Regions from separate parts of the Zea mays genome. Here region 1 is linked to region 2. Evidence: chromatin contacts called from public Hi-C data. All regions are on one chromosome and are shown on one strand. The core of a region is the stretch at or near the end of the contact, and the rest is flanking DNA. Distances in the headings are between cores, read along the strand shown.

Region 1 (3,245 bases), core at 197-2,696, 200 kb before region 2:
TCTATGAGAACAGTTCAGATTAACAAGCTGTATTAAACATTTTCTGGTTGTCCATATCCTGGAGATTAAAAAAGATAAGGAAAAAACATTGCGCGACATTTAATATTCACTTTCCTTCACTCTACTTGATAGTTAACAGTGCAAAAAAGAAACATATATATCTGATCATATAATAAGCATTTGTTTAGGATTGGAAACATTATGACGTTTCAAATGTTTAACAGCCAGAACATATGTGATCATATAATAAGCATTTGTTTAGGATTGGAAACATGATGAAACTTGAATTGTATAACAGCCATTCACCACTGACAGAACAGAATTTAATACTAAAACATAGCCCCAGTTTATGTTAGAGAGTGAGACATGTACGGTATACAGACCATAAATCTGGTAAGGCCGTTAAATAGTGGATATAGTAAAGATACACCAAGTGACCAATTCTGGAAAATATTCTGATGATGCTTAGATTGTTAGGTGTCCCAATCTACACTAATCGGTGCCTGGCAAATTAAAAGCTTGAGCTAGCAAGTTGATTTGAAGGCTGAAGTTTGCATCTACCAGAATTTGAAGAACCTCACAACTACACATCTACATGTTTTCTCCTTTTGCATTAAAGCTCACATGATAAAACCTGCACCAGCTTCGCACTATGCTTAGCTTAGCACAATTTGGTGGCTGAGAAGAATGGCTACCAATAAGAATTGCGAGAACATTACATCCACGACCGTGCAATAGAATTCAGTATTGTGATGAAATGGTGGAGACACGCGCACCTCTGGCTCGCTGCCGTCAGAGTTGAAGATCCTCATGGTGTAGTCGGCATCATTGACCCCTGGCATGACGAAGATGACGCCGTCGGCACCAATGCCGAAGTTTCGGTCGCACAGCTTCGCGGCCTCCTCCGGCGTCACCTTCGGCACCGACGAATCCCTGTTGTCCACCTACGAATTGAAACAGGAAACAGCAAACAAAACCGAAGTATCGTCAATAGCAGAGCATTCGAAAATCAAAACAGCACGGATTGCACGAATTCTCAACGGCGGGTCACTCCCAAAATGAACACCTCACGGGGCGGAATAGCTGAAGAGTGTTGGGAAACGGAAACAGGCGCACCATAATGAAGTCATTGCCGAGGCCCTGGTACTTGACGAAGTGGAGAGCGCGCTCGGACTCGCGGCGCTCCAGGAACGAGGCGGCGGCGCCGGACCTGGGGGCGGACACGGCCATCGAAGCGACGGCGCGGCGTGGGGCAGCGGAGACCCCGCGTAGCGGAAGGCGCACGCGACCGCGAAATGGAGTGGTGAGGTTCGGGGTGGCGACGGAGACTCCGGCAAAGGCTGTGGCGGCGGCGGACGACATGGCGGCTACAGCGGGTGCGGTCCGGGGGAGAGGACCTGTCGCGGTCGCTGTCACCGGTACATAAACCTGAATTTTTTGTTTTTAACACTATTTTCGAAAAATATTTATTTAGACCCGAGAAATTTTATATGTAATTTTGGACCCGATACTTACCTCGACGCCATAGCCTATGGCGCCGAGATGTGACGTGGCACTAACGCCTCCATGCGCCTAGGCTGACCTAGCATCGACGCGGCCCCGATGCGGCCTCGTAGCTCGGCGCCACAGATCTTGGCGCCGAGCTACGGAGGCCTATAAAACCGGTCGCGCTGCTGGCCGAGAAGAGCTCATCGCCTCTCATTTCAAAACTTCGTCAAAAGTTGTTGTATTTAAAGTTTCGAGTTGCGACACTTCGTAGACCAAGGTATGGTGTCTAACTGATTTATTTTGTATATTGGGTTGTACTTTTTCGATTATTAGTTTCCAATGTTGCTCATAATATATATAGTATCGTTAATATGATGAGTATATTTCATTTGATAGTTTGTGTAAACCTATTATAAAGCCTATTAGGTACAAGTGATAATTATAATCGTTTATTAGATGAAAGACATGTACCGGGAGGCGTTATGGCAGAAGAGAGGTCGTCCTCGGGAGTTATATCCGGACGTATCTAGTAAGGATGCTCCTGAACTCTCTGTGACTAATTGTGACTGTGGCAGACTGGCTTGGGTATGTCAATCCAAACATCCAGACACGGCTGCTCGCTGCTTCTACCTTTGTGGCGGTTTTGACGTACGTAGCTTATGACTTGTGACTTAATTTTGTTCGAATTTATTATTTACTAGATGTGTAATAGTGCTTCGTTCCATTGTTTTAGGGGCACCTGAGGTGTTTTTTTCCAGTGGATCGACGGTCCTGATAAATTTGACCCTCGATATCTTCTTTTCGCTAATTGGTTGTGTGGAAGGACTAGTCATGAGCGTTTTAAGCGTTGGGTACCTCCTCCCTCGAATCCTCCACCAATGACGGATGCGGAGAAGGAGGTAGCAACAGACAGAATGATGGACTTACCGCCTCGATACGATTGTGGAGACCGTGTTGTCATCGACGAAGACACTGCGAAGCAGTTCATGTGTCCGAACATTGATTATGTGAGCCCATCGATATGCTAAATGTATGAACTAGTTATTTTTTACAATAAATTACTAATTTATTCTTCTGCAGCCATACGGGCGGCGTAAGTGTCGTTTCAGAGAGTGGTTGTATGGTCCTTTGTCCCATTGGCCAGAGGCAGAGGTAAAGGAAAAGAAAAAAATCAGTGGGCGGAAGAGTTGAAGTTTGATCCAGTACTCTGCAAATGTGGTATTGAAGCTAAGTATGGATTAGTTCCTTCCGAGCTTAGTGTTGGATATTTTTGTGGACATATGGTCGATTACGATGAGGTTGGTATTTATTTATTGTTTTGCATCAGATGTAATATTATACCGGTACTTACTATTTTTTGTAGGAGACGAGGAAATGCAGTTAGAGTTACGACAACAAAGGAGAGGTGATGCGCACAATAGAGTCCAAGAGACTAATGGGATAGAAGATGCGTTGTGAATCTCAGCTCGTCGATTCGTACATTAACGATTGCATACGCGACATGCGTAGGTACGCGAAATCTGCCTTTTATGACAGCCCGAAGTGTGCAGAGTATAGGAGGTTGAAGGCGGAAGATGAGAAGAGAGCACAGGATGCAAGGGAATAGGAAGCGGCTCGAGCCGAGAAACAGATGTTGGATAATCTTGCTGATCGTCTCAAGGGGAGTGAGTGAGAAAAATGATACTATAATTTTGTTAGTACAATTTATTTATCCTGACTAATTAAAGAATAATTAAAAATGGCACATGGCATGAGAA
Region 2 (3,269 bases), core at 369-2,868:
TCTGTAGGCCGCCGAAAATAAGCTATTTTCGGCGGCGGGTCACTGGCCGCCGAAAATAAAGGCTTATTTTCGGCTGTTTTTTTCTGGCGGTCAGAAACCGCCAAAAATAGCTTATTTTCGGCGGTAAATGACTTATTTTTTGCGGTTCCTAGCCGCCGAAAATAATTGTAGCTGTTGTAGTGCAAGGTAATTACCGTCATGATCCTCCCATTGTCTGTCTTAAGATTTTTCTTTCTATCTCACTCTCAATATTTGGAACATAATGATTTGTAATTCCATGAACGGTGTCTTCAACAAATACTTAAAGTTTCGCGACGTGGCAAGCGCAGGAGGCTGCCTTCGCACAGTTCAAGGTCTGGGAATGTGGTGCCGCGTCGCCATCGTCTTCTTAGGGCATGTACAGTGGAGAGACACCAAAACGGTTCTCCAAGCACAGGAGACAACTAAGAGACTCTATTGTACAATTGAGTATCTATAAACGTAGTCTATTAATAAATATAGAATTAAATGTATTTGTATAGCATCAGATCAATAGAACAGACGACAAATTTGTACAGTGGGAAGTGAGGCGTCTGTTGCTACTTGGTTTACGTGCCAGAGGCGTCTCTTCACGGAGAGACGGCTCTAAGATTTTTTTGCAAATAACCACCTTAAACACCTTAAGAGCCTCCATATTAAACACCACTGTACATGCCCTTAGCCCAAGCATCATGCTACAGGCCATGCTCATCCTGATGATCACCACCCTCTTCGTCTCATGTGGCGCGTTCCTTTTCCTCACAATTGTCATCCAAAAGCCATCGACCGTCAGGTCATGAGGCAAGTGCATCTTGGTCAGTGTTATCAGCAGCGTGCAGCGCCTCATACTGCTTCAAATCCGAGTTATTTTTTCGCGGTGGCTGAGAGAGGAGCGGTCGTGAGAATCCTGGCCGCCGTAAGGCGTTTGGCGCGATTTGTGTCCATTGTAGCGGCCGGCGAGCCAAAATACGATTGTAAAATAGTAACCAAACAAACAAGCCCTTCGTTTCGTTTGGCCACACATGTGGCAGCCAATGGAAAATAAAAATTTCTGTAATATGGAACCAGGTTCTTATTTTTCTCTCACAATTAAAAGGTTTGGTCTAAATTAAATCCGAAACGATTGTTAGGATAGGACCATCTTTGCATTTTACTATGTCTTTTTTTTTTAAGAATGTCACGAACATGTGACTCGGAGAAACATGACTGAACAGCAATGGCAATTTCGCACAGGTGTTGTAGCCTACTAGGCTGTCGGACCGGCAAGAGCAAAACTCATGTTACTGTTCACAGGCGGTAATGTGAAAAGATTAAAAATTTATTTTTTTATAGATGGAATAAAGTTTTCCATGTCGTTATCGTGTCATATACTCATAGTACGTATAAATTGCATTTAACAATCTGCATCATTTTAAACCATGCGTCTCAGCGTCTGGTACTAGCGGGTGTGACTCATATATATATATATATATATATATATATATATATATATATATATATATATATATATATATATATATATATATATAACGATTTTTTAATCGCGCCCGGCTTTTTCCGGTCGTCGTCGTCGTCCCGTTCCCCAAATCAAAATTCACAATCACGAAGAAGAACACGAGAGCAGAACCTCGACTTTGGGCTGGGCAGACGGCATACCGCAGAGCGCAGAGAGCACGCCACCCACCTCGTCCCCTCAATTTCGCCTGTTCGCCCCAACGCCTCTCCATGGCGGGCGCCGACGCAGGGCTCGCGTCGGCCGCCGGCGACGTCGAGGAGGCCGCGCCCCTGGTCGCCGGCCCCGGCTCCCGCCGCGCGCCCGCCTCGGTGATGGGGGCGTCCCGCGACGTGCACCTGCTGAGCTCCGCCTTTCTCTTCGTCTTCCTCGCCTACCATGCGGCGCAGAACCTCCAAAGCACTGTCAACACGGTAGGTGCACCCGCTGCCCGCTAGTGCTGTTCCACTTCCACCAGTCACCAGAGATGCGTACCTCACCTCATCCGTCGCCTTGGCGGCCGTGCTGTCGCAGGACGAGAACCTGGGCTCCATCTCGCTGGGCGTGCTCTACACGTCCTTCACGGCGTTCTCGGCGGCGGGCTCCGCGGTGGTGCGGTGGATGGGATCCAGGCGCGCGCTCGTGGCCGGCACCTCCGGCTACCTCCTCTTTATCGCAGCGAACCTCCTACCGTCCTGGTAAGCACGCTCGCACGCTCCTCTCGCCTCCTCTCGACCGCCTTCCTCTCTGTTCCTGAAAGTCTGAAACTGTATGTGCTACATGATATCCCAAAAGGGAACGTACCCGTGTATACGAGGTTTTAGTTTACCTATGATGCACATGAATTAACAAATTTATAAAAAAAAATTAAAAAATCATACATGTTTCTTCCATCCTAATCCTATTATATATAAAATTTGTTATATTTTAGCTATAATAAAAAGAGAATATTTAACCGATTTTCTAATTTAAATCTATCAGAAATTTTATCTTTTTTATTACAGCTAAAGTACAATAAATTTGAACTTGAAATTTTTTATATAATTCGAGTAACGTAGAAAGAATATTTATGTATTTTTTAGAATTTTTTATGAACTTTGTTAGTTTATATGTACCATATGTGCATCCAAAGCTTAGGTGCACTTGATATTTTCCATCACAAAAAATCATCGCATTGTGTTTGAACTCATAAAGTTATTTTTTGTGGGTTATCCTTAAATAGAATTACATTTTTATATAGTATATAAGAAATTAGATGTGATACACCTACAAAGTTAAGCCTTAACCAAAGATTTTCTTTGATGGAATCACCCAAAAATTAGGATTTTTAATAATCTTTGAAACACTAAGGGCTAGTTTAAAAACTCAAATCAGGATTAGATTAGAGGGGATTGAGGGCTGGTTTGGTGGGAATTGGAGGGGTCTATTGGAGAGGAAATTCGTAACGGATTGTTAGCAACACAAATCTCACGAGCTCGAACCAACAGCAAGAGTATCACCGATCATATGATTCTGGACAATTTTAGAGTAGCAGCAGCCAACGTATTCTAGAAGGTACCGAAAAGTGAGAGGATCTAGGAACAAGAGAGGGAAGGAGAGGAAGAAGATGAACAATAATGGGAAGTAGAGGTTTCTGTTGTAAAATGATTCTTCGATGTCCTCTTTGGCTTTTCGATGTCCTCTTTGGCTTGCTCGGCTCCCATTTATAGATGGAGGGACAGGCTGTCCAGTCCCACTAGGTAGCCATTCCTAACATTCC

Evidence for each region. A called contact is a pair of places that touch in the nucleus more often than the background predicts.
Region 1: a Hi-C map of ear shows a contact between it and region 2, with 2.7 times the contacts expected there. The contact joins the promoter of LOC100191234 here to the promoter of LOC100272816 in region 2. A contact is called at or near these places in 6 of 25 Hi-C or Micro-C datasets (ear, leaf and tassel) and 1 of 3 datasets of contacts at active chromatin or transcription factors (leaf).

The regions. Positions count from the first base shown.
Region 1 is chr1:154,436,336-154,439,580 of Zm-B73-REFERENCE-NAM-5.0, reverse strand. It overlaps LOC100191234 (Diaminopimelate epimerase chloroplastic), which reads right to left and starts at 1,446. Exons shown (of 10, transcript NM_001136668.1): 1 at 1,117-1,446; 2 at 777-944. The coding sequence starts at 1,362.
Region 2 is chr1:154,240,853-154,244,121 of Zm-B73-REFERENCE-NAM-5.0, reverse strand. LOC100272816 reads left to right here and starts at 1,618. Exons shown (of 10, transcript NM_001196101.2): 1 at 1,618-1,944; 2 at 2,045-2,208. The coding sequence starts at 1,744. It also overlaps the pseudogene LOC109941415.